Linked DNA regions of Mus musculus: regions 2, 3 and 4 are each linked to region 1. Evidence: chromatin contacts called from public HiChIP or PLAC-seq and promoter capture Hi-C data. All regions are on one chromosome and are shown on one strand. The core of a region is the stretch at or near the end of the contact, and the rest is flanking DNA. Distances in the headings are between cores, read along the strand shown.

Region 1 (7,736 bases), core at 3,915-6,414:
AGCAAAAATGAGTTCATTCATTTAATTATATACTATAGATCCATCTTACATTTGAGTGAGCCACCATAAACAAATTCCATGTTATCTTATCAAAGTTTTCATCCACAGTCATATAGAACGATTCATAAAAATCATTACCACCGTGCTTTCCAGGAAGCTACTTCTCAGATATATTTCTAAATAATAAACTACTTGGATTATCTAAGAGGCTCACCTTACCACAATTTAATTTAAAGCCAAGTCCTTTTAGAAGCAAGAACCTCTACTTGAAAAATCTGTACAATTCAAACAGGCAAGATGAATTGTTGGAAACTTAATAAAGCGCTCTCCTATCGGGCTCAAGCTACAAGCAGCACTGAGAAGAACTCAACGTGCGAAGTGTAAAGTTATGAAAACAGTCTGATAATCAACATTGCAGGGCCTGCCACAATGAACTTGCTGATGCTTTACCCAAAATACCTCTAAATGTCTCAAAAGACTACTCTCCGAACATGCTCTCGTCACTACCTGACAACGCAAAGCAAATGCCCAATTCTCTCAAATTTCAACACAATCTCGGCCTGAGAATTTCACTCAGTGTGCCTTGCTTAATATCAGGTAGAGTTTCATTTTAATGCTGCTTGTCTGAATTCTCCAGATGCCATAGCCCATTTACAAAGTTTTAGCTCAAAAATGTCTTTCTGCTTACGGGGCCTCTGAGGGCTCCCGCCTTCTTCTTCCCCCAGTGCACCTGCCTCACCCCACAGCTCAAGCCTGATGGAGGAGGTGGTAATTCACAGTTGCAGCAATCTCTGGCTGGACACAATTTTGACAATGGTTATTTGTGTTCTGGAGAGTGGAGCTCACCCCAGGAGCATTAGCTTTGGGGCAGCTCTGTCAAGACATTTCACTTTTCTGAGGCCCAGCATTCTCACTGTTAAAACAGGGTAATGATACTTCCTCAGCTTGTGGCTTAAGAGCACTCATCCCATGCAAAGCAAAAGGCAAGGTGTGGTACATAATACCTGCAAATCAGTCGCTATTATTATTCTTTGGATTGCTACCTTCTCCTAGGGCTGCCAGGAAAATCGATTTTAAGTACACCAGAACATTAAATTATTGATCTTAAGAATCCAGCACTAGAAGTCAATTTGAAGTAGATTTGGTCTCTGTTGTTTTCCCTTTACAGCTCTGGAGACTGAACTCCTGGTTCAGGGAGACTTCCTCCAGGATAAGTCAAGTGGCTGCAAGGCCACTGGCTGTCAGCTTTCTTGATCACTTTGTTCTTCAAGAAAGATAGCTGCAAAATGGCAAACTCAGTCTTCACATGATTCCATCTCTCCGGGCCCAAATTGCACCTTGAATTTGGAATTCTGTACTCAAGAGGAACACAGGCTGCAGCTTGGGTGGCAGTAGGAGACAGAACAGGCTTACAGAAATCATGCAGAGACAACATGCTTGAGGGTGGGAGCATTTCCTATCGCAGACCCACTCTTCTCCACTGCCCCTGTATCAGGACACACAGGTGGCCGACACTGTGGAGACCTAGCTTCTACCACATGTCCAAGTTAGGATGAACAGCAGTGCTGGACCAGACCACCAGCCCCGGCAAAGCCTGAAGATGATGGCCTTATATCTATCTTAATGCATTCCACATGCAGACTGAGTATATATTTCACACTGCAGCTGTTCACTATCCATTAAATGGGGTGCAGAGAACTTGGAATCATAATATACTTTACATTTGAGACCTAATAAATCCATCTCTGCCCAGTGTTGTAGTCTCTGTGCTGAAGGTATGCTAACCTTTACAAGCACGGCTCAAAAGTGGTACAGTGGAGGGTTTTCAAGAGAGGGGGTGCTTTATTAAAGTGAAGCCATGCTAATTTACTAACAGTAGCTGGTCATTATCCATAACCCATTTAGTCTTTGGCACTCTCATCAATAGTTGGTGCTAAAAACACTGAAAACTGGCATTAATGTGCACTTGTTCCCGCCAGATTCCAAAATTAGTGTCTGACCTCATGAAATTGTTTCTCTTATATGTGATTGTCATCTTTGGTGAAGAATGAGTTTCCAGTTTTAAGGCTTAAAAAAATTTGAAACTTAACATGTAGTGACCAAAACTCATTTTTTGCTTAGACATTAGACCAAGTTGAATTAGACATTAATTTAAACAATTAAATGTTAAGCTCACACTCCAAAATATTCCAAAGAAGGAAAAGCACAATGTAGTGGGAGTAGCATATTACAGTATACTCTAAGAGAAATCTATATCCTATCATCACGCATGAGATATTTTTATTCAGATTATCAGAAACGAGGCAACAGACCTGCAGATTAATTAAAAATTTCCCATGGGATACATGCCTCCAAGCTTTTCTGAGGTTTATTTATCTAAGCAGAAGCTGTACCAGCCCAAGAATATGTATATCAACACTTATGAAAAATGAGTTGATACATTCTACACTAGAGGATAAGAGTTAAGTTGGAATATTATCAAGGTATCTGCACATAATGAGAACAAATCTCAGAAGAAGATGAAGAAAAAATAAAAAGCCCTAGAAACAGGACGTATGGACAAGATTTCTCTGCAACAAACATACAAGCTGATCAGTCTTGATCAGATCTGGCTTGGGTGCACTCAGAAACTCAAATCCATTCCTTCTTGGTTTTTGTCAGGACTAAGCACAAATGACTGCCCCTCCTTCATACTACATCATTTATACATTTCCAGATATTAACATAGCTCAACCTGATTCTTGCAGGTGTGTGTTGTCATCCTTACCTTTACTTTCTAAGTTGTGCATACCACCCGCACCATAAAGGTGGAGCTCGTAGCTCTATCAGAAGAGAAGTACCTCAAAATTCCCCAAAGGATTCAGTTCACAACTCAGGAAGCGTCATTTTCACCAAACAAAAAGGGATAGAGCATGCTCTAATTTCTATCAGTCATAGTGAGAAGCAGGTAAGGACCCCTTCTTTGCATGTCTGAGCATCCTCCTGACTTATAAAATTAAGAACGTTTTCGTCTATTGATGTTGTCTTTACTTCAGTTACTATATTCAACCACCGTTGCTGACAGTCATTTTAACGCATTAGAACAAAGTGGGGAAAAAAAAAGGTTGTCAGTTTCAGAAAAAATAGTGATGGAAAAAGCGGCTAAGGGGCCACACGTTGCTTTCCCTTCAAAAAGAAGAGTCACCCCAAATTTGCCACCCAAACACTCATGAAAAATAAAGGTTGAAGAGGTAATTCCTGTTAGGTCTTGTTTTGTTTTGTTTTGTTTTGCTTTGCTTTGTTTTAATATGCAGAAAGTGTGGTGTTTAAGGCGGCCAAGGCGTCTCCTGACCCAAAAAGGCAGTCCTCAGAAGGGCTACAGTATACTCCTACACACCAGACTGTTCAGTTGTCCAAGAGACAATGATTTCCACCAAACACGACCTATTTCTCTTCAAATTTTCAGCAGAACTGTTCCCCAAAGTTTACCAAAATCCAGGTACACAAACCTCCCCATCTCACAAAGCTTTAGGAATCCAACTCTACTTTATAAGTTATACACCAGGAAACACATAAGGAGAAGCTGGAAGGCAATCACAAAAGTCTCATTTAAATTCCTGGAAAGCACAGCTTCTCTAAACACACTATTCATCTCTCTTTGGAAGGCCTAATTTGCATCGAGCCATGAGTTTAACTCCACTGGCCCCACTGCACCAGTACCATCAAGTCCAAAAAAGATAGATGCCATCTTCTGAATTCAAAAGAATTTATCACATAACCACTCTAAACGGTGGGAAGTAAAACAACCCAAACGCCGAGTTTTTGCCAGTCAAGTGTATAAGAATTAACACTGACTTTAGGAGGCTCCCGAAAATCCCTCTGCACATGAACATTATAGCCACAAAAGGAAGAAGAAAGAAAGAAAGAAAGAAAGAAAGAAAGAAAGAAAGAAAGAAAAGGTAGGATGCTCTCTAAGCTGCAAGCCCGCTAATTTGCATGAAGATGGGTGTGGGAATTTGATTAAAAAAAAAATCTCCACCTTTCACAAGCAAATCACATCAAATCAAACCAATGCACAGTATTTCATCCCCACAGTTAACTATGTCCACCTGTCCAAGTGCAAGCCCTCCTTTCGCTCACCCTGTTGTTTCTCCACATACAGCGCTGGCTTCTGTTCGCAGAGCTTATCTAACTCTAGCTCAGTGCAACTGGCCAAGGAGATTCCAGCAGGATACGGCAGGTCTCAGACCTCACAGACCTGCGTGCTTGTACTCATTCAGTTTGTCCCTACACCTGTGCTGCTACTCCTGTACTTGGAGCCTCAGTAGGATTCCTGAGGGTCACATTTTATCCCCCACTCCCACCCCACCCCCGCAGCCTAGAGGGCAGGAGGGCTTGCCGGGTGGCGAGCGGGCGGGAGGGCGGGCGAGCGAGCGGATGAGCGAGCGCGCACACCACGAGCTCCTACTCTCTCTCGGATGCCCTGGGAAGCTCCGCGGCCACGCTAGGGGCTCAGGCGACCCTGTGTAGGAGCCGTCTCCTTTCCGACAAGGCATGACCGCGTTGCCGCCGGCTGCAGCTTGGCCTCTCAGCAGTGCGTGGCTGCGCTCAGCTCCGCGCTGCGCGCCTCATTGTTCCAATCCGCGTGGCAGTGGCACCTCTGCCGGTGGCCCCGAGGGCAGGCGATCCGAGGCAGCGGGCCTGGTGCTCCGCACACAACCCCGCCTTCCCCGTTCCGATCTACAGCCCGAGCTTACCTGCTGGCTAGGCGCTGGGGAGTTGATCGGCCTCCCGCGAGCGCTCCGGCCCGCAGCTTGCCCCGCGGCCAGCGCAGGCGGGGACGCTCTGGCGACGCAGAGCCTGCCTGTCGTACAGCGATTGCAGACTCCGCTGCGTGGGGCGGCGCGGCTGCCTAAAAAGGCGTGCTAATCCCAGCCGCCACCTTCACCAGCTGAGCGGCTCCAAGGGCTCCCCGAATGGCTTCTGCTCCAAGTACCTGGCACCCGGGCACAGGAATGTCCCGGTGGTGGCCTCTGGAATGCCACCGGCCGCCGGTGGTGGGCAGGGCGGTCTGGGAAGCTGGCCGGGAGGAAGTGAGTCTTTGTGTGCTGGCTTCGAACACACAGCCCTCTGTAGACAGAGCAAAAGCCGGGCTACCTGCGCGCCAGGCAGCTGGGTGGAGTGTGAGAAGCACAGCATCCTCTGGGCCGCTGGCTCCCTTTGTTCAGACTCAGGCCGACTCAAGCCGCCCGCATTCTCACTTTGGCTGCTGCTGAGAAGCGCCCGACAGTGCAGGGACACACTTGGGGACGTGCTGCTTTGAGAGCTTCCCACTTGCCAACTCCATCCATCCATCCAACCCTGGAAAAGGTGATCACATTCTCTCTAGGGCGTAGGGGTGACCAAGAGCGGTGCTGTGGGAGCCGCAGATAGAAAGTATGTGAGTGTGTTCAAGTGCTAATGCCCATTTGTCACTGCAACCCTCCTATTTTTCAAAGGCATCCACAGCGGTCCCTGGTTGTGGGTAAACATGCTTCTCTGAACTTTGCCCCCTTGGATGTGAGTGTTACCTACAAGTTTTCATGCGTAGTTAGAAAAGGACAAGACAAATTCTTCACTGAATGTATTGAATTTGAAGTTCATCTATCTAGTCGAGGTGTTTTGTTTTAGATATTTTAGCTAGTTGTCCAACTTATTCAGAACGCATGGAGTGCCTACTATGTGTTTGGGGCTAGGCATCATGATAGATGAGCAAAACTCAATCTAGAAGTTTACAGACATTTAACAACCGGGAAACTAAACCCACAGAGTAAAATTCATTGTGTGTGGTCAAGTGTACCTGGGCGATGCTTTCTCTGGTTTCCCCAGTTCTGTTAACTGTTTCTGACACTTGGAATTTCTAAGAACTGCCTGAAGGGATGGTCTGTCACTCATTAATTACTGCGTCTTATATATGAGAAATACATACGCTATGGCTAATTCTGTGCTCTGCCCTTTCCCACAATTCACCACGATGGACTCTGCTAGTCACTGAAGTGATGTAAACTGTGACTCTAGGCTTTGTCTTCTGTCTAATGGGTACGTTTGCAAGCACCAGCAAGGTATGCTGCACAAGGTGCTAAAAGTGGATTATACATTCTCTAGTCCTTAAATGTAACAACAAATCAATTCATGTAATAAAAAGCATAGTAGCATCCTTACAATGTTTCACTGCAAAGTAAAAATCCTCAATTTATAACATTTTGGGGGGGGGGTTGAAACAGGGTTTCTCTGTATAGCCCTGGCTGTCCTGGAATTCACTTTGTAGACCAGGCTGGCCTCGAACTCAGAAATCCTCCTGCTTTTGCCTCCTAAGTGCTAGGATTAAAGGTGTGCGCCACCACACCTGGCAATTTATAACATTTCTTACAGACTGTGAATGTTTTTTATCCCATATTGCTATTTTTCAAAAGTACTTCAAAGATGATGCCTTCATGCCTACCTTAAAAACAAAACAAAAACAAAAAACAAAACAAAACAAAACCAAAACACTAGGTGTTCCAAGACAACAATGGACTTTGTGCCTGTAGAAAATTTACCCAGCTTAAAACAAATATGCAAATTGCTGTCATAGAAATGTAAGTTAACTTAGTTTACTATTTATGATCTAAGTAGAGAATAAATGGGGCCGACCTGGAAATCTGTTGCTTCCCAGGTAAATCATGAAGGCAGTTTAAATGCAGAAAACTGTATGTCATGCTGGTTTCTGTCGGAGTGTAATGATAAATGAAATACTTTTCCATGCTTTAGTTGGTCTGCTCGGGGGAATCCTAAACAAGGGTAGACAGGGTTCTTTCCATTGGTCTACTAAAGAGCAATGCTGGCTCTAGAATATTCCTTTCAATTCCAAGTGAATGTTTTTTAAAAAGCCAGGAAGCATTTTAAAATCCATTTTTTCTGTATGTGCTCATATTAACTTGTATTCTGTGTTAAACTCAGGCTTTCTCCATCATCCTTGCCATAACCCATAGCCATACTGCTAATAGACTCTGAAAGCATCACTCAGTATCAGCTTGGTTTGAACACATTCTGTGTCTTATGTGTGTGGTGTCTTTGTCAACAGGGTCTTACCATCAAGGTCTGGAGTAGAACCAGCAGTTGAGGGAAAGAAAACTGTAATATTAAGGGTCTACTGGACCCCCCCCCCCAGTCTAAGAATTCATAAAAAGGAAGCCCCTCCTGGCACAAAACTTTTTACTTATTACTCATTACTCGGTGGTGTCTGGTAGGAGCAGTGTGGCCCCATTATAGAGTAACTCCTTTTAAACTCTTTTTAGATATGTGTATGTTTAAATTGCAAGAAGACTTTGCCAATGTGTTTTTTTTTAAACAAGGACCATGGTGTTAATTATCCTGTCCCATGCTTCTTCCTCTAAACTATCCTTCCATCCCCACCCCATTTAACCTTTCCTGTTTTTTTTAAATTCTGATTCGTATCAACATGTTCTTTCTTCTTGCTGTTGACTACTCACCCCAAAGTTTCAGAACCCTTTACTAATTTTCTGACTTCTGTGGACAATTCAAATGGAGCACACATATCTAAAGAGTTAAGGTGTATTATGTTCCTTTGCCCCAAAGACAATATTTAGAATTTCTTAAAAGTCTCTCCATAAATAGAAAGAGCTATATAATTGTCAATATCTGTGAATCTCAGTGTGATAATCCAATACTTGATGAGCAATGCTCAGACAATAACATCATTAGAATTTCCATTTCTC
Region 2 (7,736 bases), core at 3,022-5,521, 690 kb after region 1:
TTGGATGGTATGGGGACTTTCGGAGGGGAAAGGAGGAAAGAACATAAAATTTGATATGTAAATAATGAAAATATCTAAAAAATAATTTTAAAAAGAGACAGCAAGCATACTCTTTTTTTTTTCTTCTTAACATTGCACAGAATTTAGAGACTCCAGTCTTACTTATGCACAGAGGATAATCTAGCTTGGTGGGACCCTGCCCTGAAATTACCATTTTACCACACCTGGGCAGAAATTATCATTTCTAACACTCCTTGTTGATTCCCAGATCAAACTTAAACTCAGGAATCTGCCTGCCATTGTATCTTTCTGACATGCGGGCTCATTAATCCAGGTGCCTTTGTTCTCTCAGATTCTTGAAGCCCCTCATAATTTCTATTTCATCTTTATATTTTCCAGGGGCAGTAACCATGTTTATCTTTCCCCACCATGCTGGCTCAGCAACTCCTGGAGCCTCACACAGGTGCCATGTTCCAGGGACAGAAACCACATCCCTGTGCCCAGAATGGCTGTGCCAGAGTTTGCAAACTGAGCTTCCAAATATAAGGAACTTACAAATCATAATTATTATCCTTACAGTAAGAAAAGATAATTGAAAATTTATTTATTAATACCTTCTTTTAGATTTACTGGAGAATTGGGGCATTTGTACATGTGGGGGAGGGGCTACATATTTAGAAACAAAAGTTGAATTGGTGTATGAAATAGAAAACAGTGAGTCTAGTAGCTGCTGGGAACACATGTGAAAATTCCGGTGAATTTATAAAGCCTGAATGTAGACTTTCTGGGATGCAGTTTTAGAGAGCTAGCCTTCTTCTTTTCTTGGTATTTTTCTCTAGTAGCTTCAAGTTTTACAGTGAATGCTGTAGGAAACAAAAAATGAAAGCAGGGAGCAAATAATTATTTGGAATTGGTCCAGAACATGTTATTCCATAAACCTATCTTGAGTAGTCTTCAACATGAAAATCGTCCTGCCTGTGCTTCCCACTGTTAGGATTTTAAGCTTTCACAACTATGTTCTGGTCAGATTAGTCTTTATAATGAAATTCTGCCTTATTAAATAATATGTCAACAGACCCTTATTTGACCAGGGAGATTACCGAATCCTCATCTTCCTGTGTGATGTAAAGACCGAGTTTAAAATGTCTAAGAAAACACTTCATATTTTCTATTTTGTTCCAACCTAGGGACACATATCTCACTTAGAAACCAAGAGAAAAATATAAAATAGAACTCTTCTTTGCATCACATCAACTGCTGGCTTAAAACTGAAAATGTTGTAAATCAGGAGCTCAATTTGAAACATTTTAAAATACAGGAATAGCATGGGCAGGAAATGAGGAAACTAGTAGAAGAAAGTAGACCATGCTATGCTGGAAATACCTTCCAGCACAACACTGTCTAGACAGGTTAATATAAAACCTGACCATAGAAACATCCCCAATGAATACTTGACCTGCTTGCTTTCTAACACATAGCCACTATAGGTAGACAGTTCCAGATTATGCCTCTAAACCCATACATCAACTGCCAAGAGCCCTTACTCTGATTCCTAAAGAGACTGGATTCTTACGAAAAAATAAACACCGGCCATACATGACACCTCCACCTGTCCACTCTCTTCTACAGATAGACAGCATAGCATAGTCTCATTAACAGCTAGACTCTTCTCCTGTAGATGACTGCTAATCTCTAGCAAGGGACACTAGAACACCAGACTCTCCATCCATATTTATTCCTTACCCAACACTTGCCTTCCACAACTACCTCATCATGATTCTTCCGGTAGATATCATATATATGTATTACCAATGTTACCAACACCTGTAGCCTGGGGGTAAGTCTTAAGAACCTCCTTTAGAAACCTCAAGTATTTCCTTTAGCTCGTGCTTAATGAGACTGAGCCATAAACCACATATAACTCCCAACATCCTGTGATGTTGGCATAACAGAGCTCCAAACTCAATGAAAGAGAGACAAGGAATACATAGTAAAAAGTAGTATACATAACCAAATTCCAGATGCCTATGCCCTATTCCAAATATGTAAACACATTACTCAAACATTTGTTCCTCCAAACCAATTCTCCCAGAGTCATGCTCCCCAAGAAAAGCAATGTCTTATTATTAGATGTTGACTTACTGTTCTATTGCTATGAAGAGACACATGACCAAGGCAACTGTACTGGCTGGTTTTGTGTCAACTTGACACAAGCTGGAGTTATCACAGAGAAAGGTGCTTCAGGTGAAGAAATGCTTCCATGAGATCCAGCTATAAGGCATTTTCTCAATTAGTGATCAAGGCACAGTGGCAGGGGTGCCTGTAGGTGGTACCATCCCTGGACAGGTAGTCTTGGGATGAAAGCAGGCTGAGCAAGCCAGGGGAAGCAAGCTAGTAACATCCCTCCATGGGCTTTGCATCAGCTCCTGTATCCTGACCTGCTTGAGTTCCAGTCCTGACCTCTTCTGGTGATGAAGAGCAATTTGGAATTGTTAACTGAATAAATACTTTCCTCCCCAACTTGCATCTTGGTCATGATGTTTTGTTCAGGAATAGAAACCCAGAATAGGATAGAAACATTTATAAAAGAAAGTGTGTTATTAATGACATCCTTATAGTTTAAGAGGGTTACTCCATTAACATTATTGTGGGGATAACACGGGCATGGTTTTGGAGCAATCACTGATTTAGATGTTTATCTGTAGGTAGCAGACAGAGGAAGACTACTAAGCCTGGTATGGGCTTTTGAAACCTCATATCTCATACCCAGTGACATACTTTCCCAACAATCCACACCTACTTTAACAAGACTACATCATCTAATCCTTTTGATCATTTCAACTAGAGAGTAATACACACACACACACACACACACACACACACACACACACACTTACCTGTGATGGGTGTAGTAAGAGGATGCAATGGCTATCAAGAACCACAGTATGACCTATGACAACCAGTTATATGGCTAAACTAATCAGGGATAGTGGGACCTGGCGCTTCCTTGTGCTGTTCCAGGGATTGACCTGACTGGAGTAGCCATTACTTTCTTTTATAACTTCTTATTAAATTAGAGGGGGAAATAATCTCTGTTTTCAAGTTTACCAAAATTTCACATATAAACCAAGTCTTTAATTGTTTGGAAGGTTTTATGTCTTAAAGCTGGGTGAGGTTCTGGAACATTTTGCAAAAATCTCACTCAGCTTCAGTGTTCCCTCATTCATCATCCAAAAGCAAGGCTTGTCTAATTGGGATAAGGGAGTAGAGTTATTCCACTACAACCTTGAAACATCATCAGGCCAAATAATTACAAACCAGGGCTGCTGTGGTGTTGCAATGTACAAGTGTCAACTTATGAATAAACACTAAAACCTCTTAACTCATTGTGTCTAGCCACAAGAATATTTTCTGGAAGATACTAGCCTCCAACCCTGCCTCTATTCAAATCACAAAGGAAAGACTGAAAATTTGGCAAGAAAGAATTAAAACACATGGCTTCTTATTATAAATTGCTTATATTTTAAATACATTTATTAATCATACTTATTCCTATACATACTTAATGCAAAAGCAGACAAGACGATGGGTTTAAAAGAAAATTGCTCAGTGTCTACTACTTTAGCCTACATATTCACCTGTTTCTTTCTTGGGCTAGGAGAACAGATCATAGGTTGTACAGCTTCATTTCTATATTCTCACTATTTATCTTCCAATGAAGTGCTTGAAATGAAGATTTAACACACATTTCTTGAAAGACAAAATGAGTGTCTGTGGAGGGAGAAGGTTGGGCACAAGAGCAAGACACACTGCAGTTCTAATGTTAATCTGTGAGGATGCTAACCATATCATTCATGCAAAGAGGACAGAGGCTGCAACCATTGCACTAATGCAGACAATATACCATCAGGGCACCTTTGAAGTTTTAGGATTTTTTAATGATCTCTGTGTGATTTTTAAACTCAGATTCTAATTCTGATCCTTTGGATCACTGGATTTGCAAAAGATGCCTTTGGATCCCAGGATTAGCAAAAGCTGCAGACAGACGACTTTCTAGCTAAAAATAAAAACAATTAAAATGAAACCTGACAAGTTATGCAAATTGTAAAGGATTGTGGTAAGTGGGGGGCTGGGGAGATAAGGCAACTGAAAGGCAACAACAACTCCTGGGTGGAAAATTTGATTTGTGCCAAGACAACCCTGTGAGCTCAGGATGTTGACAAGGGAGTGAGTTCTTCTTCCAGAAAAGCAGCAGCAGCAGCAGCATTATGAGTCAGCAGGAGATGAGCAGCTGGCTTATAATCAACACCAAAACAGCTGGACCCAGATGCTGACAGTTGGGCCTGCGAAGCTCTATTTTCCATGCCCAACTGTATGTTCCAGGCCTGCACTGTAAAGAAGAACCCCAGATGGAGAATCATCTTTGCAGTAAAGGAAACCAACATTGTATCTCTCAGCTACCCTGAACAGCTCTGAGTTGCTTTTGGAGTGCAAAGGAGAGAAAGAGCACAGCATGACGTCAGCCCTTGACAATGGCAGGCAATTTGCTCCAAGAACTCTGAGAATACTTCACTTGTACTGTGAAAACTGGAGATGCTTGGATTAAAGTATAAAAATAAACAGATCTGGATTACTTGGGCTACTTAATTCAATGGAAATTGCTGAACAAATTATAATGTCTTGTTAGGCCAGTAGCAGTGACTTAAACAAATCTACACAGGCTCAGGACAGATGGTCTTTCCCAAGTTCTTTTTATATAAAGTTGGTTGAGTTCAAATACAAACTCTGGGCATGCAAACAGGACTACTGCACTTATGTTTCTGCTTAGCTGGGCTTTGATAAGTTTTCTGCTTCCACAGGAACATCTGTGTCTTTCTACATTCAGTGCCAGTAGATACTGAACAATTCTCTGACACCTACTATGACAGATGGTAGCAGTAGAGGCACCCCTGATAGATCATTTGTTATACCTTCCCCAAGAGTTACTGTCATCTCATAAAGAATGATCATGACTCCTTTTTTGGACCTCATCCTTGTTGCTTGTGTGAGACTCTGGCAACCTGCAGGCATCTCACTGCTCTATATAGGAATCCATCAAATCACATTATTTCTGGTGAGGCATGCTGAGTATGGAGGAAAGCTCTCACTTGGCCTACACCTAGATGTGTTCTATTGTGTAAATTCCACATAAATTGTTTGTCTTTGAAAATGGCAAAATTTTCTGAAAAATAATGTGGGTTAATCAGTGAGTTATTTATATTAAAATCTGTAAACCAAGTGAAACAAAATTATTTAGTTAAATAATAAAATAAGGTGGAGTATGCCATCTTTTAATATCTTTCTGTTTGCTCATATATATTTTCTTAATATATTAAAAACATATTAACCAGCAGGTTTAGAAATGACTACAATTGAAGCAGAATAGAGAACAAAGAATTTTATACCACTGCATTGGAGAGACCAGTCTGATGAAGGTATAATTGGCTTTCTTCAACAGGAAAACTATAAGCAATGACTATCTAGGAAGTAAACGAAACTTTCTTTTAAGGCTTAGTAGAAAGGATCTACTTTTCTATATCTGTCATAGATGCATTCACCTTGTTTTATAACTGTTTAAAAAATCCTGTGTCATTTCCTATATATTCTTAATATCTTTACATAAAAAAAAGATGAAAGAACAGAGAAATGTGAATTTTTTTCTCTTCCCTATGTCCAGCATATTAGGCCATTTGCGATTAGGTTAAAAACTAATTGAAAGAGACTTTGTCTACCAGTTAATAACTTCCATGCTGTAATGTTTAACAAAAAAGATTTAAACATTTGTCAGATTTCCATGGTGCTGAATTAGATTTGGAAAAAAAATAGGTAACTATTAAATACATTTAGTGTGTGATGTTAATTAAGTCTAACGTTTCTCTCTGTGTGATTCTGTCTGTGTTTTTGTCCAGATGAACTGGTCATTAGATAAAGGAGGATATTGGAATGAACTGTTACTAACAGAATGATGTTAATCTGTGTCTTAAAATCCAGTACTAGGGTTTGTTTGTTTGTTTGTTTGTTTGTTTGTTTGTTTGTTGGGCTTTATTTGATTGTTTGTTTTTAATGAAATTGAGAGTCCCAGAGATTAGTGCATATACACTTAGGATAGTCATATCGTTTTAGTTAACTGCTCCCTTGATTAGGCTGAAATGTTACTCGTTATCTCTTCTGATTAGCATTAGAGTGAAGTCTATTTTGTCAGAGTTTGTGAGTATTGGCACATACAATAATTTTGTGAGTATTGACAATATTGACAAATATTTGTCAGTATAGACACCTATTTGCTTCCTGGTCCTATTTAATTATAGTACTTTTGATCATCCTTTAAAGCAATGCCTATCTTTAAAGTTGTGCTTCTTATAGACAATAGGTCAATGGATATTATTTCTTAAAACATTAAGTCATCCTGTGTCTTTTGATCAGAGAACTGAGATCATTAATATATAAAGTTATTGAAGGATGTGTGTGTTAATTTTATGTTATTGTTTATATTCTTAGTGTTATTCTGTATTTAATAATTTTGCGTTCATATTTCTTTCCATACTCACTCAGCTTTGCTCATACCTTTCTTTAGCTACCATATTGCTTCCAGTATTTTCTTTCAGTTTGGTTTGCTGTATATAATTTTTTTCATTTGTTTATATCATGGCAAGTTTTTTTTTTCATGAATTGAAATAAATATTTTGCCTGTGTGTAATAGTGTAGGCTTCCTGTCATGGTTTTTTAGAACTTGAAATGCAAGCTCTTCAGGATTTCAAAGTTTCCATTGAAAAATAAAACCTTACTGTAATGGTCTTTCTTTTACATGTGACCTGTAGTTTTGGGTTTTTTTTGTTTGTTTGTTTGTTTTTTCCTCTTGCACCGTTCAGTACACGTTGTTTGTTCTGCATACTTAGTGGGGTGTTTGTTTGTTTTGTTTTAACTAAGACATACCAAGGAGATTTTCTTTTGTGGTCTTATCTATTTTATGTTTGATGTGCTCCTTTTATCTGTATTGGCTTATTTTTCCTTAAGAGTTTTCTTCTATAATCTTAATGAAGAATGTTTCTACTCTGCTGAGTTGGCATTATTATATATCATCTATGTCTATAATTTGAAGGTTTTTTTTTCATGGTGTTCCTCATTTCTTCTGTTTCCTTTCCTGTGTGTGTGTGTGTGTGTGTGTGTGTAACTTTACATATTTCTTGCTTACTTGGTCTGAATGCTCTATTTTATTTTTCAGTCCTAATATCCTATTTTCCGTTTGATTAATTCCACTTATCAGGCTTTCATTTGCATTTTCTTGTTGAGTTGTTCAGTTTTTAAATTCCATCTTCATTTCAGATTGATCCCTCTTCAATGTTTTCATAATCTTATTGAATTGCATTCTGAAGTGCTGTATTTTTTTAGTCTTATATTTATGGTTATTTTCCTTAAGTCAATAACCTCATTGTGTTGTGTCTTTGGGTTTTCCTTATATTCCTTATGATGAAGCTTCTGATTGTTCCTTTAACTTATTTGTCCTAAGGTTCATCTATGTAATTCTCATTGGCAATCATTTTTTACAGAATCGATAGCATTTGTAGATAAGACTCAGATTTGATCCATTACATTGTCGGCATTCTTGAGATTAGACTCGGGCATATGAACTTCTATTGTTACCTCTAAATCTGATATGGGCAGAGAAGGTTTGGGCAGAAGAGAGGATGTGTGGGTGG
Region 3 (7,736 bases), core at 2,681-5,180, 550 kb after region 1:
GGGTAAGGGGGACTTTTGGTATAGCATTGGAAATGTAAATGAGCTAAATACCTAATAAAAAATGGAAAAAAAAATGGGGCTCAGAGCTAAACAAAGAATTCTCACCTGAGGAATACTGAATGGCTGAGAAACACCTGAAAAAAAATGTTCAGCATCCTTAATCATCAGGGAAATGCAAATCAAAACAACACTGAGATTCCATCTCACACCAGTCAAAATGGCTAAGATCAAAAATTCAGGTGACAGCAGGTGCTGGCGAGGATGTAGAGAAAGAGGAACACTCCTCCACTGTTGGTGGGATTACAAGCTTGTACAACCACTCTGAAAATCAGTCTGGCAGTTCCTCAGAAAATTGGACATGGTAATACCGGAGGATCCCGCAATACCTCTCCTGGGCATATATCCAGAAGATGTTCCAACTAGTAAGAAATAAACATGCTCCACTATGTTCATAGCAGCCTTATTTATAGTAGCCAGAAGCTGGAAAGAACCCAGATGCCCCTCAACAGAGAATGGATACAAAAAAATGTGGTGCATTTACACAATGGAGTACTACTCAGCTATTAAAAAGAATGAATTTATGAAATTCCTAGGCAAATGGTTGGACCTGGAGGGCATTATCCTGAGTGAGGTAACCCAATCACAAAAGAACTCAAATGATATGTACTCACTGATAAGTGGATATTATCCCAGAAACTTAGAATACCCAAGATATAAGATACAATCTGCTAAACACATGAAACTCAGGAATAACGAAGACCAAAGTGTGGACACTTTGCCCCTTCTTAGAATTGGGAACAAAAAACCCATGGAAGGAGTTACAGAGACAAAGTTTGGAGCTGAGACAAAAGGATGGACCATCTAGAGACTGCCATATCCAGGGATCCATCCCATAATCAGCCTCCAAACACTGACACCATTGCATACACTAGCAAGATTGTATTGATAGGACCCTGATATAGCTGTCTCTAGTGAGACTATGCCAGGGCCTAGCAAACACATAAGTGGATGAGCACAGTCAGCTATTGGATGGATCACAGGGCCCCCAATGGAGGAGCTAGAGAAAATACCCAAGGAGCTAAAGGGATCTGAAACCCTATAGGTGGAACAACATTATAAACTAACCAGTACCCCGGAGCTCTTGACTCTAGCTGCATATGTATCAAAAGATGGCCTAGTCGGCCATCACTGGAAAGAGAGGTCCATTGGATTTGCAAACTTTATATGCCCCACTACAGGGGAACGCCCGGGCCAAAAAGTTGGAGTGGGTGGGTAGGGGAGTGTGGGGGGAGGGTATGGGGAGGGTATGGGGGACTTTTGGGATAGCATTGGAAATGTAAATGAGGAAAATACCTAATTTTAAAAAAAAGAAACTAAAATAAGCAATAAAATATGCCAGTTGGACAAGAATGGGAAAAAAATGAAAAAAATTAAAAACAAAAAGAACGGTGGTAGATTACCACAAAAGCATAACATACAAATGACTATTAGAAGGAATGTAAAGTTGAAACTTTAGCTGCATATGGTGTCCTGAAAGAACAGTAAAAGCACAGCGAAGGAAAAATGTAGGAAAGGGGATAAAAGAGCAAGAATCTGCACTTTTAACAAGTGTCTCTGTGCTTCTGACACTCTGACTCCAGGGACCAAGTTTAGAGCCATAGCATACTGTGTGTTTTGTCACCCAGCTCCAAAGGCTGATATATTTTTGCCTGACTAGTTTTCTAAAGAGTGATTATGGAAAACAATGAGAACAGATATATTCTTTAAATAAAAACTTGCATCTTTGTCAGTCTTACAAAGTCAACCCTGTCAGTTTGATAAATGTGTGCTTACAAAGGAATGAATGGGCAAGTATCAGCAATAAGGGTACAGCAGTGAAAATGGTAAGCATAACTATTTAAAGTCTATTAATTTTTTTATAGTTTTGAGTCTACATGCACAGGACTATGTGTGTTCATAGAGTGTATGTGTCCACAGAAGTTAGTGGAGTCCACAACAAAGGATCTGAAGTTCCAAGCAGTCATGAGCTTTCTGAAGTAGGTGCTAAGACCTGAACTTAGGTTATTTTGAAGTGCAGTTTTTACTTTTAACTGACTGTCCACCAACGAGATTCAGGAGAACAGATAGAGGGAGGGTAAGAAATAATCTTCATAGTAAGTGTTATAGTAAGGTAATGAAAGTGGTGATCAACAACTCAGCAGGGAATGGTGACCTCTATGCATCCTTTGCTCTTCCCACTAAGAGTTGGCATTTCTAATTTCACTAGTGGTCATCTTAATGGACATCCACTCCATGACTCATTTATATTTCTTTTTCTCCCTCTTCTGCCATTTTCTCTTTTCAGTTATAACTGTACCTGAATTTTAATGTTATTCCACATTAAATGGTCCTAATAGCATAGTGCTTTAGGCTATTACATTGTTTTGACAACATTAATGCAGTAAAAAATACAGCTTTGAAATAAGACTATTCTATGCACTAGTGTGGTGCTTTGTATAATGAAGCAATTCATAAGTAATTAGCCTTGTGAGCCCATAGTTATCTGTAAATCTGCAGGGTTGAATCTACCCTGTAACCATTCTAGCATACAAATAGCTCTAAAATAGGGCATAAACCTTTCTATTTAAGATCCTATATATCCAATAAAATGTAAATGACACTTTTCTTAGTTTCTGTTATGATACTGTTATCAGTACTGTCCTGAACTGACACCATGACTAAGACAATATATAAAATGAAGCATTTAATTGGTGGCTTGTTTATGGCTTCAGAGGGTGAATCCATGACTATTGTGACCTATCAGAATTTCACATGTCTTCTCAACAGGGACACTAAAAGACAAAAGAGCCTGGACAGAGGCCATGCAGACCATAATAAAACACAAATGCAAGCCCATACTACTATACCTTGAAAAACTCACAAAAAGGCACATCTGAAAGCCTTAGATCAAAAAGAAGCAAACACACCCAAGATGAGTAGAAGGCAAAAAATAGCTAAACTCAGGCAGAAATCAACCAAATAGAAAGAAAGAAAACCAAAAGCTGGTCCTTTAAGAAAATCAATAAGATAGACAAACCCCTAGCCAGAGGCATTGAGAAAGTGTCCAAATTAACAAAATCAGAAATGAAAAGAGAGAGATAACAACAGAAACTGAGAAAATTCAAAAGATCATCAGATCCTACTACAAAAGCTTATTCTTAACAAAACTGGAAAATCTACAGGAAATGGATAATTTTCTTGACAGATACCATGTACCAAAGTTAAAGAAGGAATAAGCTATCTAAACTAGTCCATATTCCTTAAATAAATAGAAATTGTTAAAAACCTCCCAACCCCCAAAAAACATCCCTGAAAGTTTGAGGAGTTTGTCCCAGGATTACTAAATGTTCTCATTAGACAAGCAAAGATACTTTAAGGAGAAACTTAGAAAGATGTGATTGAAAAGAGGCAGGTAGGAAAGAGGCTGAGTCTTGCTGCTCCTAGCTAATATCCATCGCTCTTCCTGTTTTTGTTTGCGTCTAGTTCCAGAAATACCTCTGCTAGAGCAGAGAAAGCAGTGAGTCAGTACCACCACTGAAAGATACTTCATCCTTCAGCCAAATCTGAGAGGAAGTTTCAGGATTTTATATCCAAAGGAGACACGACTGAACCAAACATCTGGATTTACTTGGGAGGAGCAGTGGTGAAGTGAAAGAAAAAAATAATTCTCTCAAATTAGGACAAAGACAGAAGCCCTTGTAATCTAACCACTTTTCACGAGCTGGGAGCACAGTCAGGAAAGTTGAGCTGTATGGATGTTAAGCAAAAAGGCCTAATGTATTGCAATTGGCATCTCTCCAGAGATCCCGAATGTTCTGCTTGCTTGCTTCTCTGCAGCAGCTGCCCTCAACCACAAATTCTCAGTGACTAGGACAAGCCAAAGCAGAACAGAGTCTTGTCAGTATTCAGTTTTGTCTTCTGCCTGCTTTTAATTATTTGGCCAGCGATGTGCTTAGGACCCATTTATAATTTAGTCAGGGCAAGCAAGAAAACAGGAAGGCGTTGGAAGCCAAATCACACTGAATAGCATAGATTGATTAGACTTTTGGATCATTCCTAGTTCACTTTGGTGTGGTACAAATGCTGAGAGCGAAAGCCAAAAAGAGGCTGTATAGATTGTAAAAAAAGATATTCTGTGCAGCATCAGTACTTCACGCAAGGAAGGAGGGTATCCACTGTAACCAACAAATTACAGTGTGATATTAGTAATTGAAACCACTAAACCCAATGTATTAGGATAGTGTTTTATTTTTTAAAAATGTTAGTATATTGTGGACACAAGAGTGAGGCACAAATATAGAAACAATTTAGATCCACTTTGCCATGTATTATGACAAAATAAAAAGAAGTTAAAGTCTCTGCAAAACTTCAAAAGTATTTTCTCTTCCATCAAACTCCTTCATGGAAGTTTGTCCCCCTAGTTTATAGATGCCAAAAACATGGGGTTTAAGTATATGAATAAATTCAGCGAATACAGATTCCAGCCAGTTACTTTCTCAGATCCATTCTGAACAGCATAACCCTAGAAAGTAATACAGAGAAAAACTAAGGTAATTGCAGAAGCATTCTCTACCCTTGACCAAGAGGGCAGTCTTCATGTGGTACAGGACAATGCAATTCACAATGAGTGATAAATGGATTCTCAAGTTCCTCTGGTTAAAGGAATTTACAAGGCTCCATAAATTTCCTTGAATTCACAGTATAATCACTTTAAACATGCAAATATTACAGACAGACTGTCATTGCCCACATGCCAAGTACATGCCAGGTATCAATAACTGAAATGATTTTTTAGAACTGACTTATTCACAACTCAGCATGTTGACACTAGAGAGCAAGCCTCAATTTTTACTCAATAAGGACAGAATTTAAGGTCATTTGTGAGAATAAGAAATGGGAGTAAAGGCAATTGGCAGTGAAGTAGTTAGTGGTCTGAGCATGGTAGTCACTCTTTATATAATGTTCATAGAATGTTCATAGAATGTCACCTAGAAAATAAAAGTATTAGCATGATCTTAGGATAGAGTTTTGAACTTCCCACATCAAATGTCATTCAGCAGACACTTGCACCTTTCCAAGATTCATTGTGACAAAAATGGGCTTCAAGTTTCTGAAACATATCCCGATAACTATTACCACCAAATACTTTATTTCAGAGGTGTTGTAAACAGTAACAGAGTATGGTAAGCAGATACTAACCTTGTCTACATCCTTGATTATCACTAGCTGTGGGACTGGGAAAGGCAGCCTGTTTTCTGTTTCAGCTAGGTTTAAACCCTAGAGACCCAGCAGATTAATCTGCAAGGGATGGAAGGCCCATTTGCCATGTTCCAAGACATAGGCTCCTGACATGAGCCCTCAACTCCATAAGCCTGTGGCTATCAGCCATGCAGGTAATGCCCCAACTTCCTGGTATTCTGTCTGGACTCCACCCCCACAGTTACCTGGCTACAGCAAGGCAGCCCAGATCAGTATAAAAGAGGCTGCTTGGCCCATCTACTCTCTCTTAAGCTCTTGCTCTCTTCTTGTCTCTTACTCTCACCTCTCACTCCCCTCTCTCCCCCATCCTTTTCCCCATCTCCATGTGGCCATGGCCACCCTCTGCTTCTTTATTCTTCTCTCTCTCTCTCTCTCTCTCTCTCTCTCTCTCTCTCTCTCTCTCTCTCTCTCTCTCTCCTTTAGTACAATAAAACTCTAAAACCATGGATCATCTTTGCTCATTGAGACCCACTGTGCTAGAGCAATGGAATAGGCCTTCCCCTAAAGAGCTGCATCTAATCTCCTGTGGGAAGGCCTTCCAGTGCTTCCAGCCACCAGACTGGACCAAAGACTCTCCCCGGAGTGGAAACCACCTAGTGCTTTCTCCCCTTACCCCTTCTCCCTTCGGCCCCAGGCCTGACTGAGCCGTCTCCAGGGCCCCCACTTCATTCTCAGCTCTTCCATGACATTCACAGGTGTCTGAGACAGAGAACCTGTTGTCCTTGGCCCAGGGACCCCAGACTTCTCTCTCCCCACCTTTGCAGAATGGGTTTATGTGGCTTCCCACAGCCAGACACCCACCCAGTGTCAGTGTGGAGAGTGAATTGCAGTGTCTTGTGTCCACCCACCCAGTGTCTCCAAGCTCTGGTGAGATGGGTCTCTCCCACTCCTTTATTTCCCCATGTCTGGCACCCAACAACTAGCTTCTCCCTTTTGGCATTGTCCCTTGTTTGATAAACCCAACATCTGCCTCTTGTCTGTATACCCCTTACTTATGGTCAGATTGGGGGAAGGAATCATTTAATTGAAAAAAAAAGATACTGAATGGCCCTAGTTCTCAAACTGGGGATGAAGGTGTTGTTACCTCTAAGAGAGTCATGATAAACTTGCTTACAGTGAAAGGATTCTAAATGTTTAATGTCAAAAAATTAAAGCCCAAACCACAATGAACCCAAGGCATCTAGAGCAATAGCTGTCCAACTTATGTCACTCTATTTCATGCAGCTTTGATTCTGAATATTGGTACTCCACTCAGCACATGTCATCATGCCATATAAAGCCAGTAGTTACTCAACTCAATCAAATGCTACTGTATGTTATGAAGTGTAATGTTTTACTGTATATTCAAAGTTTCCACTCTTATAGAAACTCTTCAGATTAATTGTGAAAATATAAGTGTTTTCCTATTGTCATTGCATGTTAGCATATCTTTGAATCATATTTTTTTTGGATGGCTGATTTTAAAAGTAGTTTTTGGAGTTGCTGAATTGAGAATCATAAAAATGATCAAATGAATTGGCCTTAAACACACTACAATTTTCTACTATACATTTATATGCAATGACATTCTCACTATTGACAATGTTATTAAATAAAAATAACAATGCAAACTTTTTTGAAATTATTTTAATTATTATCAAATATTCAGTTAAGAATTCTTTTAACTGAACGAAGACCAAAGTGTGGACACTTTGCCCCCTCTTAGAATTGGGAACAAAACACCCGTGGAAGGAGTTACAGAGACAAAGTTTGGAGCTGAGACAAAAGGATGGACCATCTAGAGACTGCCATATCCAGGGATGCATCCCATAATCAGCCTCCAAATGCTGACACCATTGCATACACTAGCAAGATTGTGCTGATAGGACTCTGATATAGTTGTCTCTAGTGAGACTATGCCACGGCCTAGCAAACACAGAAGTGGATGCGCACAGTCAGCTATTGGATGGATCACAGGGCCTCCTATGGAGGAGCTAGAGAAAGTACCCAAGGAGCTAAAGGGATCTGCAACCCTATAAGTGGAACAACATTATGAACTAACCAGTACCCCGGAGCTCTTGACTCTAGCTGCATATGTATCAAAAGATGGCCTAGTCGGCCATCACTTGAAAGAGAGGCCCATTGGACTTGCAAACTTTATATGCCCCAGTACAGGGGAACGCCAGGGCCAAAAAGTGGGAGTGGGTGGGCAGGGCAGTGGGGGGGGGGAGGGTATGGGGGACTTTTGGGATAGCATTGGAAATGTAAATGAGGAAAATACCTAATTTTTTAAAAAAAGAATTCTTTTAACTACCTTAATACTTCAGTTGGAAGAATGCTTTCATATCATGCAAGAAGCCAAGAATTTCCACCTTTAGCACAACATAAAACAAGTGATGGATTGAATACATATAACACAAGTGCCTGGGAGGTGGATTCAGGACGTCAAGGACTACCTA
Region 4 (7,736 bases), core at 3,060-5,559, 530 kb before region 1:
GGGACAGTCTCATGTAGCCCAGAAAATCCTCCTGCCTGCCCCAATCCCCGGGGGGTGACAGGCCATGTGATGCTGCACTTTAGGTTACACTTTCAGGCATTTTTAGGAAATAGAGCCTGAAACTCAAGTGCTTTCTAAACATTTTGAGAATCTGTCTTCAAACAGACAGCGTTTCAAGGTTTGGACAAGGCCATTCAAAAGAACTATAAGAACCTTGGGCATTGGTTCCCAGCACAACCAGAGCTTTGGATCGGTTCGGCTTCCAAGCTCATTCCCCGTTGGACCCACCTGCCTGGAAAGCCCGCCCACCTTCCAAAAGCCCCATCCACTGGCCCAGGAACCACACCCACTACCCCTGGAGCTTCACACACTCTCCCAGAGCTCCGCTCACTGGACTGGGAGGATCACCCCAGTGTGTCCCTAAGGCTGGGTCTCACCTGAGAGACAGAATGCAGTCCTGAGCCCTGGTCTCGCTGAGCCGAACGAGGTAGCTGCCTTCCTTGCAGAGGGACAGAAGGTTCTCGGCCTCTGCTCGGCTCAGGGGGCCGTGAAACCACCTGGGCAGGGTGGAGATAGACACCTCAAGAAGAGGCACAGACTTCAAACAGCTGAGGGGAGTAAAAGGGCAGGACCCCAGGGCAAAGCGAGACACTTCCATTGGACGTGTAACGTGGGGGCCAGTCTGGGCTACATGAGACCAAAGAAATGGATGAATGAATGAATGAATGAGGCCCCAGCTCCCCTACAGATGTAAGAGTCCTAGGGGCCACCCCTCCTCCAGGGACTGCACTCACGGCTGCTTCTCCAGGGCAAGGGCTGTATCCACACGCTCCGCAGGCTGTGGTCTCCAGGGCTCCTTGGTGGAGCATGGAGTCCGTTCCCAGTCAGGACCATCAAATTGCACTGGAAGAGGAGAAAGAGAGGTTAAGTCTCATTCACTCAGGGGGCAGAGCAAAAGCTCTCCAAAGGGATTTCAGTGGTGGAAATGGGGCCTAAGATAGGACAGGACTGACTCAGGGGCTGAGATTGGTCTGTGGAAGTGAAATGGCAAGGCCACCCAGAAATCAGGTAGGGGATGGGGGGGGGGGTGCTTTGACTGACAAATCAGAGTACAGGGGGTGTGGCCAACAGGGATAAGTGTAATCAGGGGTTCCCTTCAGCGTAAAGGTAAAGATGTGTGTGGGGAACCTGGGCTACTACTGGAGCTTGATCCCCAGGACCCACATGGTGGAAGGCTAGCTTTGGTTCAAGTCATGGCCCCATTTCTTCCCGACCTGGGTTATTTGATATTCTATAGGTTGATCCTATTGCCCCTTTACTTGATTGAGCAAGGAATTGTCTGACCCAAGTCCATCACTGGACAGCTCCTAAAACCCCCACTCTGCCTTTCACTAGCTCCCACAAAACCTAGCGCATTCTAGTGCTTAGTCTACAATCACCCTGTTGGGTTGGCCCTGTAATGACCGCAGGTTCCCAAGACCTCAGAGAACAAGGCGATTCCCTTCTACTCTAGAAGCCCTTTCTGCAAAGGGATTTTCTCTGGGGAAGAATTGGCAGATGTCAGCCGTTCACACACGTTAGTGAGAACTGAGGCACTGGAGGGAGGAGGCCTTGGAGGGGCTCGGCCTTGAGCATACCTGCGAAAGCCCTGGAGATGTGATCCTTCTTCCACTCCCAAGGCTGGTCGTATTCATCTGCTGGCCTCTCATCCTCCAGGGGCCTCCGGCTCTGGCCCGAAGACCCTCCATCTTCTGGTTTCGTAGCCTGCTCCTCATATGGAGTATCGTAAAGCTGGACAGCTCTGCTTGGCTGTTCTGGGGTGGGGTGTGGGGGGACACTGGTCACCCTCCCCTCACAACAGCACATTCCCCACACCCCCCCAGCCATGTGTGCTCACCACTGGAGACGCTCCGGGCATCATAGGGCTCCATGTACCCACTGTTGGGGGCTGGTGGCTGAGGCTGGGCATCAAAAGGGTCTGAGTACTCAGTTTCTGCTTCCGGCTGCTGGGAAAGGCTGGGGCTAGCTCTGGATGACCCTGCTGTGGGGTACTGTACTTTCTGACTGCCCTTGCTGGGCCGTTTCACACTTCTCAGGGCTAGGCTGGTCAGGGAGTCTCACGTGTATCATCCTGTCCCCGCCTCACCAATGGCCGCTGGGGTTTCAAGACCATGTCACTACACTCAGCTCTTTAAGTAGGTTCTGGGAGTTTGAGCCCAGGCCTCTCGCTGATATTGTTTTAATACCAGCCCTTAAGCCCTTAGTAAGGATATCGGCCTACTTTACAGGTGAAGAGACAGAAGCACAGAGAGAGTCACACAGGGTCACACATGAGTACGAGGCAGGCCTTGATCCCAGTGTGTCTTGTCTCTCTGTGTTCCTTACTTCTCTTATGCCTTCCAGAGATTTGTGGGGTAAGAGGACTACAAGTTTTAGAGCAGCTTGGACTGCACAGGGAGAACCTGTCCCCAAACCAAACCAAACCAAACCAAACCAAACCAAACCAATCCAAACCAAACCAAACCAAACCAAACGAAACCAACAGAGCAGTGGTTCTGGACTTTCCTAACACCGCAACACCCAACCATAAAATAATTTTGTTGCTATTTCATAACTGTAACTTTAAAAAATGAATTATGATTTTTAAAATTTATTATCTGTGTTTTCTGATGGTTTTAGGCAACCCCTGTGAAAGGGTCATTCGACCTTAAAGGGGTCTCAGCCTTCGGTAAAACCAAGCAGGGCATGCACCAGGTCCAGCTTCCATCAGGCACAGCATAAACAGTGACTGTGACACATGCCTGTCATCCTGTGACACACACTTCAGAAGTACAGGCAGCAGGAGGATCAGGAGTTCAAACTCATTGTAGCTAGTTTTAGGTCAGCCTGGGCAATGTTGGACCAGGTCTCACACAAACCAAAAACAACACCTACCCTCTGTCTCCCTGAAGGGAGAATGGGCCGAGGGGGATAATGGCTAGCCCAGAAGATCTTGGACTCCCCAGGGGGCGGGGGATGAGGTGGGGAACCCAGGGTGATAGGGACAGAACACCCGTCCAGGTCCTCCACGCACCTCTTCCCCCGGGCTCCCCAGCAGAGCCTTGGCTCTGGCCATGTCTGCAGCCTCCACCTTGATCAGCCGGTGCCTAGGAGAGTTGTACTTGGGGTCACCGGACCCGGTGACCTCTGGCTCAGCGCGGCCATTGGAATCCTCATAGGGGTCCTCGAAGTCCAGGTCCTTCTGTTCGCGGTAGGCCCGCAGGATGTCGCTCTCGGTGTAGTCGGGGGTGGGCGGCTGCGGAGGCGGCCTCCGGCTGCCCAAGTTCAGATAGTCTCGGAGCCACTTGGCCATTGGTGCCCCCAAAATATGCTGGTGTCAAACAAGGACCTTCATGCCTAGCTCTGCAGCTCGTCCTGGGGCTGGGGGGAGGAAGGAGGGGAGAGAAGAGGAGGGGGAGACAAAAGGGGGGAGGAAGAAGGGAGAAGAGAGAAGAGGAAGAGGACAGGAAGATTGGAGGTCAGAAGTCCTTGGCTGGGCTCAGAGCAGAGGGGGCAGCAGGTGGCGACCCTGGTGCTGCAGGCCAAGGGTCTGCGGGAACTGCGAACTTTAGGGTCCGTGTTGCAGGTGTGATGTCAACAGGGCTGTTTCACATTACCCCTTCAGCTCCATGCATAAAGTTGTCAGAGGCTGAGCCACTCCAGAGGGTCGTACTCCCTGTGGGGCTGCTGTCCGATCCCGCGAGCCCCACCAGTCCGAATTACCCAGATTTCTTGACCCCTGATCCTTCACACCCCGCCCCCGTCACACCTCCAATCCTTTATCTCCATCCCTTAATCTCTGAATCCTTTAATTCCATCTCCAGTATTCCTTAATCTCCAGACCCCTCCATTTCCTTTAACCTCCCGGTCCCCTAACTCCTGCTCCACACCGCCCCCTCAATCCCTTAACCTCCCCTATCCCTTAACCGCCTGCAGCCGCCGCCACTGCACAACAAAAGGGACTTAAACCACTGAGTCCAGGCCCGGGTTCTCAGGGCCACCGGAGGGGCGAGAACACCCGCGTCCCATTGGGTCCCGCCTTGCGGACAGACCTGCAGACCTCAGACCTTCTGTGGCTCCGGGGTGGAGACAGCAGGACTCGGACCCTGGAGGATCCCGGAGGACGAGACCACCGGCGTGGGGACCGAGTTGCCCTTGGGACCAGGGCCGGGCAGGGATTGGGCGAGAGGCCCGAGCATCGCGCAGGGTCGCGGCTGGAGGTGGCGCAGGGCGGGAGGCGTCGTCCGTCACCGCTGCGTCCGTCCGTCGCTTTGTGCCGGGCGAGGGGGAGGGGTGGGAGGCGTCGGCAGCTGCGGGTCCGCGAGCGGAGGGAGGGAGGTGGGCTCAGACCTCAAGGGCTGCAGATGGAGCTAGGAGGTCGAACCCCAAGGAGAGACAGGCGGGCAGTAGTCAGCCAGAGTGACCCAAAAGCCATGGCCAACTGTCTGTCCGCCTTAGTCTCCCCAACTGGTAATCGGTGCAGGAGGCATTGACAGCAAGAGTTACTGCTAAGGGTCTCATGTAGCCCAGGCTGGCCTCCAACTCACTTGCAGCAAAGGATGACCTCGAACTCCTGATCCTCCTGCCTCAGTCTCCCAGCATTTAGGGATGACACTCCAGGCTTTGTGCATACTAGCAAGCGCCCTACCGACTGAGACGTTGAGGTTGGCGAAACTGAGGCATAGAAAGGCTTTGTGTGTGGAGCGAAACTCAAGCCACCCATCTGACCATTTGTGCCTGGACATCTCTAGGATGGCACTGGTGGCTCACAGAGAGAGCGGTCATCCTCTTGTCCACTGTGAGCTCTGTTTTCCAGGCAGAGAAACTGAGGCCTAGAGCCAGCACGGCATCTGGAGTAGGCTAAGTCCCCCTAACCACCCACTCCTATCTCTGTCAGGCAGCGTCCCCAGGGGTCACCAGATCCTGTGTGTGCTGGTGTAGTCAAGAGCTTTCTCGCATGGAGCCTGTACGTGGCAGGAATAGCAATCAGGGGGCCTGAGGCAGAATCAAACGGCACTTGACTTTCTGTCGCCTCAGAGCCTCCATTGGGGCGCGGGCGCCTGTGTGTGTGTGTGTGTGTGTGTGTGTGTGTGTGTGTGTGTGTATGTTAGCGCGCCTGCGCGTGTAAGAACAGAAAAAGCCAGAGCAGTAAACTCTTCTGATAGCGGGGAGGAGGATCATGGCAACTACCTTGGGAAAACCTTCTGGATGACTTGGAAGATGGGACGGGGGTCAGTCTGTATCACACTGACTCCGGATTATAATTCACATGCTCTATCCCTGTCGCATTTAGAAGTACAACCCAAAGGCTGGGGGCAGCTGAGAGGGTAGTGTTGGCCCCCAGCATCTTAAACCCAAATGAAAGCACAGGGAAAACATGCATGAGTGGGTTGTATAGCCTATGAAGGCCATGTAATCTGCTATACTGCAGTTCCAGAACAATCCACTTCCCTGTGCCTCTGCCAGTCCCCATGAACTAGTCCTGTCTCTGCCTCGGCCTGCTTTGGATAGTCCCCCACGGAGTCTCAGACTCCATGTACCCTGTTGGTGGCATGGGACAGAACCCTGTTCTTGTTCAGGAACAGTGTGACTGTTCCATCCTGAGGCACACACGGGGCGACTGGGGCCTCAGGGAACAGCAGGATAAGAATCGATGCCCCTCAAATCCGGGAGGGTAAGTGTACCAAAGCAGGGGGACAGAAGGGGAGGTCTTTAAGGCTGGCAGCCATACCTTTAGGCTACATAGTGAGGCCCACTCAAAAACCCAAAATCCAGGCATGTATATGTAGGGGACCAAAACACTCTGGCTGATAGGGAGGCGGGTCTTGCCTAATTGTGGTCTGGTGGCAGATGCAGGGCTTGCCTTGGGAAGCCTGCAGTCTGGAGGGTGCTGTAGGAAGGCTCCTGGCTTGAGGGAGGCATCAGGACCTTGCCTTTCCTGGTTCCCAGCCTGATGGAAGGAAGTACACATTTGGTTTTCTGAGCTCATAGTCTGAAGGAAGAGGCAAGTCACTGACTTTCAGGATCCCCAGTCTGGGGGTGAGGTCCAGCTGCTTCAGTCTGCTGGAGGAACAGTGGCATCTGGGACAAAAAGACCTCACGGATGCCATTGTAGCATGCCACCCCGCCCCTTGCCATGTAGCTTTGTCACTCTGCAGGGACCAGGCTTGTGACCAGCAAGCAGGAAGAGGGCTATGGGGGAGCTGGTACAGCCAGCATCTGAATGCCCTGGGCAGGTGGTGGTTCCCTTTGCCAGGGGTCCCCAGGGAGCTGACAGAAGTGACAGATTAGACCTGACAACTTCTGAGGACATGATGACAGCTACAGAGCTGAGTGAGTGGAGGTCAGCAGGACGGGGACCAGCCAGACGCCAGGATGTCCCTGATCTTGGCTTGGGAAGCCCCACCCCCAACACGGGCTGTGAGAAGGAAGAGTCCCCAGGGGAAAGCAGACTCCAACACGAACATTTCCGGTTTAAGATCAGTTTGGTGGTTCAGTCTCTGATCCCAGCACTGGTGAGGCGAGAGTGTGGCTACATACGCCTGCTTCTCTACCTCCACACTGTGCCTGGCTCACTTCTTTCTACAGAACAGATTCAGCCTCAACATTGCTTCCTTACAGTATCAGAACACAGACTGATGTAATCCCAAATTCTGCATGAAGGCCATGCTGAGAGGCCAGGCGCAGGGGTGTATGGCAGAAATCCGAGGTGTTAACCCTGGGGTAGCCCCTGCAGCCAGGCAGGTTCTCAACTGACTTTCTATTCTTTCTTCTTGTTTTGTTTAAACAGCACGACTGTGTTGCATTCGGATGGAGCCCCAGGCCTTGTGTATTGTTGGGAGATGGTGCTAGGGAGATAGGGTCCCTGCCCCCCCCCCCCAAGTCAGACTGTGTTCTGATCTGTGGCAGGAAGGGACCGGCCAACAGGCTCCACACAACTCAAGGACTGAAGGAGAGGGCCAGGCTGTCTGTCCTGGGGTGCCTGGGGACACTGCTTCTCCGTACACTGCCAGGCCATGGCAGAGATGGTCCCGAGGCCTTTGCTGAAGGTGCTTGCTTGATCCCATCTCCTCCTCATTTCTTGGGTCTATGAGACCACGGTGGGCATCACTGACACTCAGCTGTCGCTGTCCTCGCTGTCCCCATATGCACCCAGCTGGCTCAGGGAGGACGTGCCAGGTGTCTGGGGTGTAGGGTTGTCCGCCTTCCTGCTCTTGGGGGCACCTGTGGAGAGGACAAGTCAGTCCATGGGAATGTGTCCGGCTTAGAGGACCCTGTGACTTGGTCACCTCAATCTTAAACTGGGCCAGAGAGATCCTGCCCAGGGCAGCTGAATGCCCACAGGACACTGGAACAGTGTCAAGGGCCAAGTGCTGCCAAGGGCCTCCATGACTAAGAGAGTGCACAGGTGAGGCTCCAATACTGGGCTTGCTGTGTGGCTTCAGGTAGTGGATAACCCTCTCTGTGCATTAGGATCTGCCTCTGACAAATGTTAACAGTGGCAGTGATAACTGTGTCAAATGTAATTGTGTCAAATGTCACCATCTGTCAACCGCAAGCCAGGCCTTTCCTACATATGGTGGAATTATTCAAACTCCAGGAAAGGACACTAAAGCTGCAGGCCACATGGACAGTGCACTAGCTACACTATCTGGAGTCCCCTGATCGTGCGAGACCTGTCCCAGGGCACCTTTAGC

What was found. Promoter capture Hi-C pulls out the DNA fragments that hold promoters and counts their contacts. HiChIP or PLAC-seq counts read pairs in DNA pulled down with a chosen protein or histone mark.
Region 2: an H3K4me3 HiChIP or PLAC-seq map of forebrain shows a contact between it and region 1, with 19 times the contacts expected there. The contact joins the enhancer-like site here to the promoter of St6gal2 in region 1. A contact is called at or near these places in 4 of 39 promoter capture datasets (the 3T3-L1 cell line, cranial neural crest, frontonasal cranial neural crest and 1 more) and 2 of 115 datasets of contacts at active chromatin or transcription factors (forebrain and neural progenitor cells).
Region 3: an H3K27ac HiChIP or PLAC-seq map of neural progenitor cells shows a contact between it and region 1, with 12 times the contacts expected there. The contact joins the enhancer-like site here to the promoter of St6gal2 in region 1. A contact is called at or near these places in 5 of 39 promoter capture datasets (the 3T3-L1 cell line, frontonasal cranial neural crest, hippocampal neurons and 2 more) and 2 of 115 datasets of contacts at active chromatin or transcription factors (astrocytes and neural progenitor cells).
Region 4: a contact with region 1 is called in a promoter capture Hi-C map of frontonasal cranial neural crest, with 3 times the contacts expected there. The contact joins the promoter of Shd here to the promoter of St6gal2 in region 1. A contact is called at or near these places in 2 of 39 promoter capture datasets (embryonic stem cells and frontonasal cranial neural crest).

What each region holds. Positions count from the first base shown.
Region 1 is chr17:55,442,810-55,450,545 of GRCm38.p6, reverse strand. St6gal2 (beta galactoside alpha 2,6 sialyltransferase 2) reads right to left here and starts at 5,164. Exons shown (of 6, transcript NM_001347403.1): 1 at 4,737-5,164.
Region 2 is chr17:54,750,321-54,758,056 of GRCm38.p6, reverse strand. No RefSeq gene overlaps it. Among named protein-coding and RNA genes, the nearest start is that of Gm32055, 98 kb to the left of the region's middle. Within about 2 kb of position 4,271, at least 24 of the 459 cell types and tissues checked have an H3K27ac peak or open chromatin away from gene starts, as enhancers often do. A contact at or near this core is called in forebrain, where this site is marked.
Region 3 is chr17:54,892,530-54,900,265 of GRCm38.p6, reverse strand. No RefSeq gene overlaps it. Among named protein-coding and RNA genes, the nearest start is that of Gm32055, 44 kb to the right of the region's middle. Within about 2 kb of position 3,930, at least 32 of the 459 cell types and tissues checked have an H3K27ac peak or open chromatin away from gene starts, as enhancers often do. A contact at or near this core is called in neural progenitor cells, where this site is marked.
Region 4 is chr17:55,967,055-55,974,790 of GRCm38.p6, reverse strand. Shd (src homology 2 domain-containing transforming protein D) reads right to left here and starts at 4,309. Exons shown (of 7, transcript NM_009168.2): 1 at 4,092-4,309; 2 at 3,074-3,420; 3 at 1,898-2,003; 4 at 1,638-1,814; 5 at 795-903; 6 at 438-557. The coding sequence starts at 3,352. Yju2 (YJU2 splicing factor) reads right to left here. Exons shown (of 8, transcript NM_028381.3): 8 at 6,840-7,263. The coding sequence ends at 7,157.